Regions from separate parts of the Mus musculus genome. Here region 1 is linked to region 2. The links are chromatin contacts, called in public HiChIP or PLAC-seq maps. All regions are on one chromosome and are shown on one strand. Each heading gives the region's core, a stretch centred on a gene start, on an enhancer-like site or on the middle of the called end of the contact. The rest is flanking DNA. Distances are from core to core; before and after follow the strand shown.

Evidence for each region. HiChIP or PLAC-seq counts read pairs in DNA pulled down with a chosen protein or histone mark.
Region 1: an H3K27ac HiChIP or PLAC-seq map of embryonic stem cells shows a contact between it and region 2, with 9 read pairs. The contact joins the enhancer-like site here to the promoter of Extl3 in region 2. A contact is called at or near these places in 3 of 39 promoter capture datasets (the C10 cell line, hippocampal neurons and pre-B cells), 3 of 484 Hi-C or Micro-C datasets (CD8 T cells and embryonic stem cells), 16 of 115 datasets of contacts at active chromatin or transcription factors (the NIH/3T3 cell line, T-cell acute lymphoblastic leukemia, bone marrow-derived macrophages and 7 more) and 1 of 9 other capture datasets (embryonic stem cells).

The regions. Positions count from the first base shown.
Region 1 is chr14:64,628,136-64,634,646 of GRCm38.p6, forward strand. Gm36924 (a long non-coding RNA gene) reads left to right here. Exons shown (of 3, transcript XR_383509.2): 2 at 2,944-3,000. Among named protein-coding and RNA genes, the nearest start is that of Gm36924, 6.8 kb to the left of the region's middle. Within about 2 kb of position 4,291, at least 60 of the 459 cell types and tissues checked have an H3K27ac peak or open chromatin away from gene starts, as enhancers often do. A contact at or near this core is called in embryonic stem cells and pancreatic cancer cells, where this site is marked.
Region 2 is chr14:65,095,911-65,102,184 of GRCm38.p6, forward strand. It overlaps Extl3 (exostosin-like glycosyltransferase 3), which reads right to left and starts at 2,196. Exons shown (of 7, transcript NM_018788.3): 1 at 2,087-2,196. It overlaps Gm52119 (a long non-coding RNA gene), which reads left to right and starts at 3,460. Exons shown (of 3, transcript XR_003951142.1): 1 at 3,460-4,180; 2 at 4,795-4,866; 3 at 5,018-6,274.

The DNA.
Region 1 (6,511 bases), core at 3,041-5,540, 470 kb before region 2:
CCCCACCCCCGCACGCATGCACGGTGCTCCGCGTGAATGTACTCTATGCCACCACTGGACTGAGCACTGGGTGAAGACGATAGTGCCTTCTTTATCCCATGACCAACAGGAAATCCTCTCAGCTCTACACTCACAGCAGAGTCTGGCTGGGTGTGATCACTTTGCCCAGCCCCCATCACACCGCCAGGCACGTCTGCCCTGCCACTCTGCCCTCTGCTCCCGCCCTGTACAACAGTGTCCTCCTTCCCTCCCCCGCACCACACCACGCCTTATAAGACACACCACGCCTTATAAGACACCTCATGGTTACTATTGTCGCTCACTCTCTATGTTTCCCTTGGTTTGGACCAGGCTGGCTCCTTCACTCCACATACACAAGCACTGCAGGTCACCTCAGCTGAGTGCCCTTCCTGTCTGCTGACCTCTGGTTGGCCAAAGCAGGCTCTAGTTCAGGGTATATTATGTACAGCTACGATGATGAATTGGGGTCTTCTTACCTCCTACCTGGCCCATCAGGGTCCTCTCTCATCTCATTGGCCTATAGATACAACACCTGGGTGGCTTTCTCCTCCTAAAATGCTGAATAAACACCCTAGCTAGAGAATAAAGACAGGTTAACCCCAGGAGAGACAGGCAGTTTCTGATCCTGACCTTTCAGGAACTGGACAATTAGACCTGTGCCAGTCGGGTGAGCATTTGTTTATTTGTTTGCCGGTTACTCTTTACTTATTTAATAGATTTACTTGTTCATAGATTTATTTCTTGTGTTATTTTATGCTTATGTGTATTTTGCCTGCATGTATATGTATGCACCACATATGTACCTGGTGCCTGTGGAGGTCAGAAAAGGGTATTAGATTCCCTGGAACTGGAACTACAGCCAGTTATGAGCCTCTGTGTGGGTGTTGGGAACAGAACCCGGGTCTTTTGCACGAGCAGCAAAGACTCTACACTGCTGAGCCATCTCTCCAGGCACTCACCTGAGCTACCTTGGAAGTCACACAGGAAAGTATGGAGGGTTTGGGTTTTGTTCTGTAGACTGGGTCTCACCAAGCCCCGTCTGGTGTCAAAATCACTATGTAACTGAGGGTAACTTTGAACTTCTAATTCTCCTACCTTCACAGGAAGTGCTGGTTTTTCAGCACCATGCCCAGTTTATTTGACACTACAGACATAAACCAGGCTTCAAGCGTGTGAGGAAAGTGTTCTACCTACTAAGCTACAGCCCCAGCTCCCTACTATTGGTTTTGGTTTTGGGTGTTGTGTTGTGTCGTTTTGTTTTGTTTTGTTTTGAAACAGAATCTCACTACATAGCCCGAGCTAATTACAGGGCCCGGGTGGGGGGGAGGGGAGGGGGACAAGACCAACTGTGTTTGAATATAGTTTATCCTTCCGCAGAACCCATGTTGGAAGTCTGGCCTCCACTGTGGCTATGTGAGAATGGAACCTTTAAGAGTTTTCTTGGGCTGGAGAAAAGGCTCAGAGGTCAAGAGCACTGACTGCTCTTCTTGAGGACCTGGATTCAGTTCCCAGCACTCATACAGTGGCATACAACTGTCTGTAACTCCAGCCATAGTACCCTCTTCTGGTCCAGTACCCTCTTCTGGCCATTGCTGGTACTGCATGCAAGTGATCAGGGCAAAAAACAAAACAAAACAAAACGTAAAACTGAAATAAGTAAATCTTTAGAAAGAAACCCAAACCCAAAAATCTCTAGAAAGAAAGGGATGAAGGGGGGGATGGAGAGAGGGAGGAATGGAGGGAGAGAGAGAGGGAGGGAGGGAAAGAGAGAGGGAGGGAGGGAGGGAGGGAGGGAGGGAGGGAGGGAGGGAGGAAGAGAGCTGGGTCCTTGTGGAAGGTGAGTAGCTCACTGGGACTTCATCCTGTGACGGGATTGATTGTTGATGGAGCGAGCTGGAAAGTCTAGGTGGCATTCTGGTTCCCACTTCACCCTCTAAGTGTCCTGCTCATGCTGATACCAAACAACACAGCCAAGGAAGCTGAAATGAGGGCACCGTGCCATCTTAGTCTTTCAGCCTATAAAGCAGTAAGCTAGACAAACCTTTTTTCTTTGTAAAGGACCCAGCTTCAGGTAATTTGTTAGAATTAAGGAAAGTGAATAAACAGGAATCTACAAACACTTCCCTTGAGGCCTTCCTTGCCCTTTTAATTGGTCCTATCTGCCTGAACCCCTACTGGCCTAGCCTGCCTAGGATCAGACCTACTACCTCCTACAGCCCCCAGTCCCAAGTCCTTACTAGGGTGACCACCCCCCTCCCAGGCAACTATTATAGCTCTGATATAGCTCTTAACTAGACCAGCACTGATAAGAGACACTTTGGACCCTCCATTTAATTTGAAAGATTGCTGGAAATAGCTTGTTTCCCAAACGGAAATAGTCTTTGACTCCATAGATTTTTGTCATCTCCAGTTATAAAGATCCAGGAAAAATCAGGAAGGTAAGAGGGGCTGGAATGTGACTCAGTCGGTAGGGGGCTCACCTAGCAGAAAAGAGGCCCTGGGTCCAATCTGCAGCACTCCATAAACTGAGTTTGGTGGGTCACACCTGTATCCTAACGTAAAGCTGGAGGATCAGAAGTTCAGGGCCATCTATGGTTACATAGTGAGTTCAAGGCTAGCCTGGGCTAGCTAAAACATTATTAGAGAGAAGAGAGAGACAGAGAGAGTGAAAGAAGGAAGGAAGGACGGAGGGGAGGGTGGGGGTGGGGGAGGGGTAATAAGTGACATTGCAGAAATGCCCTGTGTCTAAAAAGAATGTGGCAGATATTATAGCATGAGTCACGGAGACTTCAGACATTCAAGATGGTGTAAAACACAGAGGGACGGAAACAAATCCCAGTTTGGGAAGGAAAATTACTTCCGAGGCCGGTGTCAGTTGAGAACCCAGCCATGTGAACATTTTCCATTCTCTTCTGCCCTCAGGTGAGGCAGGAAGGCACAAGGGCAGCATTCCAGGTGAAGAGCAGAGAGGAAGACAAGGTGTGTCCATGAGCACAGGTGAAACTTTCTCTCGGCATTCATTAACCTTAGGGTTTCTCTCTTTCTCTCTCTCTCTCTCTCTCTCTCTTTTTCTTTCATTTTCTTTTTCTTTTTTACCTTTTTGGTTTTTCTGGATAGGATTTCTCTGTGTAGCCTTGGCTGTCTTGGAACTCACTCTGGAGTCTGGCCTCAAATTTATTGAGATCCTCTGTCTCTGTCTCCTGAGTGCTGAGATTAAAGGCATGAGCCACCAGGGTTTTGGGGATTTGTTTTGGTGGTGATGTATTTTTTTAAAAGATTTATTTATTTATATGCGTACACTGTAGCTGTCTTCAGACACATCAGAAGAGTGCATCGGACCCCATTATAGAGGGTTGTGAGCCACCATGTGGTCACTGGGAATTGAACTCAGGACCTCTGGAAGAGCGGTCAGTGCTCTTAACTGCTGAGCCATCTCTCCAGCCCGGTGGTGATGTATTTAAAGCAGGGTCTCAGTAGTTCAGGCTGGCCTCAAACTAGCTGTGTGCCCAAGGATGGCCTTGAATTTCTGACCTTCTGACCTCCACCTCTCCAACAGAGAGCCTATCATCGGCTATGACTGCACACTCTGGGAACCAGATCCAGGGTTTCAGGCATGCTAGGGAAGTGTCTTACCAACTGAGCTTATCAGGTTTTCCCACCCCCACAATCCTACTCTGGGCTCTAACTTGTGACAATCCTCCTGAATGCTGTGACTCCAGGTATGAGCCTTCATACCCAACTTCATTGTGTTTGAATATGGAGACAACTGTCCATCTCTTTTTTTTTTAAAGGTATGTTTTCTAATATTTATTTATTTATTTATTTATTATATGTAAGTACACTGTAGCTGTCTTCAGACACTCCAGAAGAGGGCATCAGATCTCATTACGGATGGTTGTGAGCCACCATGTGGTTGCTGGGATTTGAACTCAGGACCTTTGGAAGAGCAGTCAGTGCTCCTAACTGCTGAGCCATCTCACCAGCCCTGTCCATCTCTCAAGGGGGAGAATGGACTAGATCTCTTTGTGTCTCTCTGCATAATCAGAGCCCAGTCGTTCAGTGGAGGGCAGTCAAGTCAGCAAAGAGCTAGAAAGGGCAGTTTGTGTCAGAAATCCTGGAGTCACACCCGACTCTGTGCTCGTCTGTAACCTTGGGAAGCCATTTCCCCTTAGACTCTGCACCTGCAAAGCTAGGCTGTCGACTGCTGGCCTCATAGTGCCTTTGGCAGCATTGACGAAGGACAGTGTTCACTGAGGTGGATCCTAACTGCAAGTGTTAGTAAATGTGTGCTGAAGGAGACTGACCTGTATGTCAGGGGCCAGTCACTTCCCACAGTATCACTATGCCTTTAGAAATCTCTGATCAAAACCATCTGGAACCAGGTCAGGCTCAATTGATAGAATGCCTGCCTGGTATGTACAAAGTCCTCTGTTCCATCCCCTGTGCCAGTAACCAAACATATTGGTGCACCCTTGTAATCAATCCCAACACTTGGGAGGCTGAGCCAGGAGGACTTCTGTGAGTTGAGGCCAGCCTGGATTAGCCTGGACGACTTCCTTCCAGACCAGCCAGAGCTACATGGTAAGACTTCTGACCCAATAAAATAAAAGAATAGAAATACTCCCATATATTTACAATGGCTTAAGTATTTCTTTAGACACTTAAAAAAAAAAAGTTTGTTTCGTAATTACTGGCTGGTCACTTGATCCCCCACCTGCACCCTCTGTAAGGAGCAGATCTGAGATCCCACCAGGTTCTCCCGCTGAACATTTAAATCACCAAGGAAACATTAACAACTGACTCTGAGCCCCACCCCCAGACATTCCAATATAATTGGCCTGGGGTGTGGCTGAACTCTGGGATTTATTTAAAAGCTCCCTGCAGTGAGTCTAGCCAAATAGTCCTCTCAGTGGCACTGCCAGGGCTTCCCGTCCCTCATACCCAGGACCCACCCACAGCCACGTAGTCCTCCACAGTTGTTCCTCCAGCTGCTCTCTGTGTGCCTGGGATAGCCCATGACCCCAGTTCCTGCCCTGAAGGATTCAGAAAGGCAAACAAGCCTGTCTTCAAATCAGGTCACAAACACACCTTGACTCACTCACCTTCCTGACTTCCTGGGTTCCTAATCTGGTTTATGGTTTACTGATAACATCCTGGAAGGAGAACCAGTTTCAGACTCGCCTTGACCTCCTGGCACCTTGACTGCTGCTTTAGTTTCTATTCTGGTCTTCGCCTCCAACCAGCCAGCCATCTTTGATCAGTCCGTCCTTGGCTGTCAGTGCTTACTATCCAGGCTGTCCCCAGGATGGCCTCCAGCCTTGGAACATAGCAGCCTGAACCATGCACCTTGCCAGCCTAAGCCCCAGTCCCACCCCAGCCTCCACCGTCCCGTCCCATCGGTGCCTATTACGGTCATCATATCCAGTTTCTGTTCTAATAAGGAAGTTGATAGCATTCACAAGAGTGAAGGGAGGGAACTGGGATAAATCCAAGAAAATGGAAGGCGGGCTTACCATAGCCCACACGTGGTCATGTGTGTGTGTGTGTGTGTGTGTGTGTGTGTGTGTAAGATGTAAGAGGGAGGATAAATTTATGCAGTTAGCTCGTCACACCTTCACATGGGTTTCTGGGATCAAACTCAGTTTGGCCAGGCCTTTGCCAGTGGAGCATCTTGCTGCCATTCTCATTGTTTCTTTAAGATAAGTCTCTGAGAAGTGGAATTACCAGATTGAAACTAATAAACAAGTGTAAGACTCCTCTGGAGAGTAAATATAGGATTCTCTCTAAAAGAGTTACACAAGCATCTACCTCTACCAGAATGAGTGAGGGTCTCCTTTTCATGGTGGTTGTGTTACAAGTTCAGTGCCAAATGTTTCACAATGTAGGAGAACCCTCCCCTCCCCCAAGATACTGGGGAGCCCTAAGTTATATTGAAGAATGTGGAAGACCATGGGACAAATACAAACCCTACATAGTGACTAAAATATAGGGCTGAAAACAAGCGTGCCTTTAGTTTCCCATGGAGAGTGCCTAGATAGTCCGTTGTCCATGTCCACAGCTGCGGATGTTGGCTCTCTGGCTCCTCCCCAGTAATAGATTGCCCACTGCTACTGCCACTGGGTAAGATATGACCCAAGGACACAGCTCCAAAGGCCTTCCAACTGCAAGTGTTAGCTGTCAGTCTTTGACTTTGCCTGTGGACTCACTAGCTACCTTTGTTTGTACTCGGATAGCATTTGTTTAATTTTTAACATTGGGAGTATTCTGACCGTGGTTTTAAGGGTTCAGATTATATACCAACAAATGCATGATTCAGTTGTTACTAAAATAGAAGGCTATGTGCCTGACCTATCTTAATGACAGTTGGAAGGACACAGGGACTCAATTAGGAAGGCCAGTAACCAAAGCAGAGCATATTACATGGACCATAATTTTGGCTTAGGCTTGGTGGAGAAGGAGGTTAAGACCACATATGGAGGATGGCTCTTAC
Region 2 (6,274 bases), core at 946-3,445:
CTCACTTTGTAGACCAGGCTGGCCTTGAACTCAGAAGTTCGCCTGCCTCTGCCTCCCAAGTGCTGGGATTAAAGGTGCCCGGCAGCCTTGGTTCTTAGTCCTTGCTTCACACTGAACTATGTACAGAGACAATTAGAGCCTCACCGGGACTCCATCTGGTGAGACACTCTTATTTCTAATACCTTATTTTACTTTAAACAATACCTTTAACCCCTCTCCAGCTACCACCAAAGCAAAGGCTGTAGCTCAATGGTAGAGGGCGTGCCGTACAGCATGTGGGAAGCCCTGGGTTCCACAGGTAAAGAAGCAAACCAACTCAGTCACTCAACTGACAGGCCCTGCTTCACTCCTTCCCCACCTCTCACTGACCTTTCCCACTAGGCTAGAGATCATGGCTTATAGCAGGCTGGCCTGGAACTCCTGGTGAGCCTCTTGCCTGCCTACACACCCCACACCCTGGTCTAGCGCCTTCACACAGCACAGCGTTTTCCAACCTGCACACTTCCTTCTGAAAGCTACTAGCCTATTTTAGACCTCCCCCTCTCTTCTAGAGTCCATTTTTCTCTCCCACCTGGTTACTGAGGTCTTTTACTCTCACAGGCAAAAAACAAAGCTCTCAGACCTAATCACTAAGAGATTCCAACAGACACCAGGTACTTAATAATGGTTTTTTCTTCTAGAAAGTGAGGATGAGAATAAACACACACACACACACACACACACACACACACACACACAAAGCTTTTTGTTAGTTCTACCTTCACCTTTGGTGTCCAAACTGGTGTCTCAAGGATTCTGAAGATGCTAGGTCTGGATTTGGTGGCTCCAGCTTTATAATCCCAACACTGCAGAGGCTGAAGCAACAGGCTCACCAAGAACTCCAGGTCAGCCTGGGCTACAGCGTGACCCTATCTCCAACAACCAAACAAAACAAAACACCCACACACAATTCTTAATAGCCACAATTCTAGGTCTCCTCCAGAAAGCATTCAGACTAACGTCAACTCTTCAGGCTCTTCAGGCTCTCCACGGGCAAAGATCTGGAAATCCTCACAGGAAATAGATATGTTTAACACACCAAGTAAGAGTTTAAGAAAGTGGTTTTTCTTTCATTACGATTTATATAAAAGTCCTCTGCTGGAATAAGCTGTTGAGAAAGTCTAGTTTCACTCAAGATTATCAATGCCCCAGGGAAGAACCACCATCCCAGACTCTACAGAGAGTTATAGTCATTGAGTCAGAGGGGAAAGCTAACTGTTGAGCAATAGACAGGAACCTCCAAGCCTGCTTGGATGGATGGATGGATGGATGGATGGGAAGGGAGGGAGGGTAGAAGAGAGAGGGTCAAGAAGTCCAGCCTTGAAATGCCAGACTCTCCAAGTGGAACAAGAACAAGACAAAAGTGAAGAACCGCTTACTGCCACCTCTTAAATCACATATTGACTTTCCTCTTCCCCAAAAGAAGAGGATCTATTAAAGGCCTTGAGAATTTAAAGAGCAGCGATCCAGGCTGGAGGCTGACACCCATCGACTTTCAGTGGGCTCAGGGCCGTGGATATCTCAACAGAGGCTAAGCAGCTGCTCACTATGGACTAGGGCAAACACTCGGTGCTGCCCAGCTTCTCGGGCTCTGACATGGGGCTGTCGCCAACAGAACAGTCACTCCATGTGGGGCGTCACGGGGACCCCCAATCCCTCAGCTGTGGCACACCCAGGCCCCGGGAGGACACAGAGCACAGCAACACCTGGACCCCTGGCAGGAAGTGGCCACCTGGAGAGAAGAGCCCGACGGGCAGCGGCGCGCAGCTGTGCCGAGGAGAAGCGGCCAGATGTGGGAGTGATCGCGGGGAGCTGAAGGCTGCGCTTCCACGGGAGATGTTCCCGTGGGCCGCTAGTGCCCGGCCCCAGCGGAGCGAGGCCCCCGCGCGGGGCAGGCCTACCCGGCTGCGCCGCCGCCGCAGCTCCCAGGCACCGCCGCTCGTGCCCCCGCCCGCCACAGCCGCAAGCTCAAGGCTGCCCGGTGCTTCCCACCAGCCTTTCCAGCCCTGCCCGGGTCCTCGGGCTTCCATGCCGCCCGGACTCCTACCGGCTTCCAGTCAGTAACGAGCCACCGCCGTTGCCTGCGTGAAAGTCCGCTTCCCACAAGCCGCTCTGGCCGCCGGCTGCGCGCCTCCCAGGCCGCGCCGGATCCTCCACTCCCCCTGCCGGCCGGATCCTCCACTCCCCCTGCCGGCCGGCGGCCATTTCCGACCCGCGCCGGCGGAACTTGCCGAAGATGGGCCGGAAACGGCCGAACCTGCGTCTGCCGAGCGAGAGGAAAGCGCAGAGACATTCGTGACTTTCCGGACGCGTCCGAAGGCACAGGCGGAGGGGGGCGGTGGGCTCTGCCCTCCTGGATCCCAGGCGCAGGCTGGGTGCCAGTGATTGTGAGAAGGGCCAGGAGCCTGGAGAAGAGGCCCCATTAATCTGGGTAACCCTCAACCTAAAAATAAGCCCATGCCCAAATGTGGTACCCCGTGCTAGCAATGACCCACAGTTCTGAAACACTTTTAAATATTTAGCTGCAAATAAAGGGCGGGGCTGAGTAGATGCTTAGGGGGAAAAAAAATCCCCGGCTTTGCAAAACAGATTAATCAACCTTGCAAGTTATGGACTAAAAGGAGTATCTTTTAAATACTTTAAAGCCAGGCTCTGTGGTTTGGGAATTGGGAAGACCCTTCTACTACAGAGAGAATATAGAGAGAAGGGGGGGCAGGGGCAGGGAGGGCTCAGAGGAGGCAGAGAGAGACCGGGGGGGGGGGGGGGGGGAGGAGGAGAAGGGAAGGAAAGAGGGAGGAGATAGGATCAATTTTAAAAGTAGCACGAGTTAATTTAGAAAACAGTTCAAACTCATCTATTAAAATTAACAATTGTAGTATAGTTTAAAGTCAGATTGCTTCTCCGTATTTATTTGAGTCCCCCAAAACAAGGCTATTGCCCCAGGGCTTCCTCCACAGAGTCCAGACACACCCAGCTAGGTTAGCTCATTTCCATCCCTGTGCTTGGGTGGTCTGTTACTTTAAGGAGAACTGCACCCCAGAGATGGTTTCACAGCTGCTGACCCTTCCACCTGCCCTTCTTGGGAGCACCCAGACCCAGTGCTCAGGACAGGGAGGCTGAGAAAACAGGATTCCACTCCCACGGCAGACTGAGTTAACCATTCCCTTTGCAAAACAAAACATTTTTAAAACCCTGACAGTTGATTTTCTGGAGCAGTCTCCTCATCTCCTGATCTCTCCACCCATCTCCAAGTCAGGCTCCGCTCTTTCCCTCATCTATCCTATTTTACTCTCTTGTAACTATGATAAAACACCACGACCAAAAGCAACTTGGGGAGGAAAGGGTTTATTAGGCGTACACATCCCAGTCACAGTTTATTATTGAAAGAAGCTGAAGCATAAACTTTAAAGCAGGGCAGGGCCCTTGGAGGCAGAAATTGAAACAGAGGCCTTGAAGTTAGGCTGTTCACTGGCTCGTTTCCCATGGCTGGCTCAGTTTTCTTTTTTTCTTTTTTTTTTTTTTTTCTTTTTTACACTAGAGACCACCTGCCCAAGGGTGGCTCTGTGCATAATAGGCTGGGTCTGCCCCAGACTTGCCCACAGGCCAATCTGATAGACGAGTTTCTCCCTTCCCCCCTTCCCTCCTCCCTCTCTCCACTTGGGGGAGAACATTTTGAGGTCTCCCTCTACATGGCTATTTTGGAACTCACTATGTAGACCCGGCTGGCCTGAAACTCACAAAGATCTGCCTGCCTCTGCTGGGATTAAAGGCACGTGCTACCCACCCATACCTGAGGTTCCCTCTTCTCAGAAGATCCTAGCTTGTGTCAAGTTGACAACAACTAACCATCGAACCATCCTTCCTCCTTCCCTTTCTGGGGACATGTAACGCTCCTCTCTCCCACTGATGAGCGCAGGAGGTAGAAATTGACTAGACAAGGCTGGGGCGCAGGGAGTGATCGGCCTTTTCTTGGCTAAAGGCTGGAAATAGGTCAAAGATGCCACAAGTGCCTAAGCCAAGTGCCACCAGGCTGGAGAGGCCAGGAAGGAGGTCGTCGTCTCCTACCCCTTTCCTGGACGCCATACTGAGGCTGTGACCCAAACTGCAAGGACCTCGACACCTGGCATGAAAGCTGAACTGGGTAACTCATCCTCTTTCCTGCCTCCATCCGCTAAAGCCCAATTAACTTGCAGGCAGTGACGCTGCTCAGTGGGGTTCCAGCCCCCGGGGGTTGGGGGGGAGAGGACCCTTCCCGCTGGACAGGAGCGTCTCTGTCTTTCTCTCCCAACAGTAGGTTTTTGGGTTTTTCCACCTAAATCTCACCCCCACTGTGGTACATGAATTTCATTCTTTGAATTTGGGAAATGAGAACCCGAAAGCATCTAGCTTGGTTTTGATGGCGGTTGAGTTTCCAGGATCCTCCCCTCTCAAGCTAAGCACGGAAGAGCCGAGAAAGGTTCTGCTGCCATCAAAGATGCCAGGATATCCCTGTATCGCTATTTTCTTTGCCATTCACGCCAGCCTCTTCCTCTCTCTCTTTAAGGAGAAACAAACACACAAACCCAAATCTCTACTTGCACCACTGACATATCAAAATATAATGACTTCCCTTTTTTTTTTTTTTTTTTTTTTTTTGAGACATGTCAGGGAAGTAGGAACAAACTTTATGAACTGGAGAACTGAAAAATGGAGAAAGCTTTGTCTGTTCGACTTGAAACTTCCCTTCAGCAGTTTGTCTACTTGGCTTTCTTCCAGAGATGTGTAGCGGCGGCAGTGGCAGCAGCAGCAGCAGGAAGAGCCCGGCAATGGGACAGGATAGGAGGCAAGGTAAGAATTTCCAGGGGTTGGTTCATCTCCATTCTGGCAAGAGCAGACTTGCAGATAACAGCTGCCTGGTGGACTTAGTCATCCGTTGGACCTCAGTAACAACACATTGCTGCTTCTACCTCTGACTGACTTGATGTCACCTGTACCTAAGCTTTAGGGAGAAAAAGGAGATCCCTGTGAAACTTACTGGACATTATATCTGGCTGCTGCTCTCTGGTTGTCACCCAGGATCTCTCAACCTCGTCAGTCTCCTGCCCCAGCTCCTTCTAAAAGGTATGCCAAACTGGCAGTGTGACTCTGGCTTTCCTTAACACCTCTTGCCACTGTAAGCGGTTGCTGATTATCATCAGTTCCATCGACAGCAGTTCCCCCGCTGCAGGACTCCACTCCTTGTTTTGCAGTGGCGCCCTAGATACCATCACAGCCACAACATCCCCCAAATTCATATTTTATGAATACTTACTTGCCAGGCAGTAGGTTACACCCTTTACATGCCTGCTGCCTCATTTTAGTCTGGCTAGGAATTACCACCCTACAGAGGGGAAAATGAAACTCCAGGAAGCAGAGGCCTGGGACCACAGAGGGCACAGCAGAGTCCACGACTCAAAACCATCCTGACCTGGAACCCCACATTCTTGACCAAAACAATCTAGGTAATCCACCAGGATGTTAAATTTACTATTTCTCACAGTGAATTCATTTCTATCCCTTCCTCCTGGCTCTCCCAGAATGTCCTGGTTTATAATGACTTTACCTTCATCTTTCCCAAGACAGGAACTCCAAACCTAGCACAACCTTCACTTCACTGTTTCTCTTTACACTTACATTCAGTCACCAAGACCTAAAGCCTTGACCTCAGGGTCTCCACCACCCATCTTTCAAAATTCTAATATCTACCCTGGATCAAGTCCTTTTTATTCTTCCTATGGACTTAGCTCTTCACCAAAATTTATGGCTCAAAAAGCTTTATCATATTCACAGTGTTTCTTTCAGAAAGGAGCTGAAGTCAGAATACAACAAAGCCAGCTCCCGCTGGCCTCACCCTAGGTGGAACTTTTACAGTGCTTATCATCTCTACCTTACATTTCAGAACTTAATCAGAAATAGGTGGTCAGCAGTGGTGACCCAGAGGCAGGGGGACCTCTGTGAGTTCAAAGACAGTCTGACTGGTATTCCAGGACCACTAAGACTGCACAGAGAAAACCTGTCTCAGAAAAAGAAAAGGAAGGAAGAAAGGAAGGAAGGGAGAAAGGAAGGAAGGAAAGAAAGAAGGGAAAAGAAATAGGCTTGCATTGTGATTTAACAACCACATAAAGAGATCCCTCTGTCCTAAGGAATTAGGATAGGAAATTAGGAAGCAGAGGCTCTGTTGTGCCACTAGCCCCTAGTGACACAGTGTCTGCCAGCG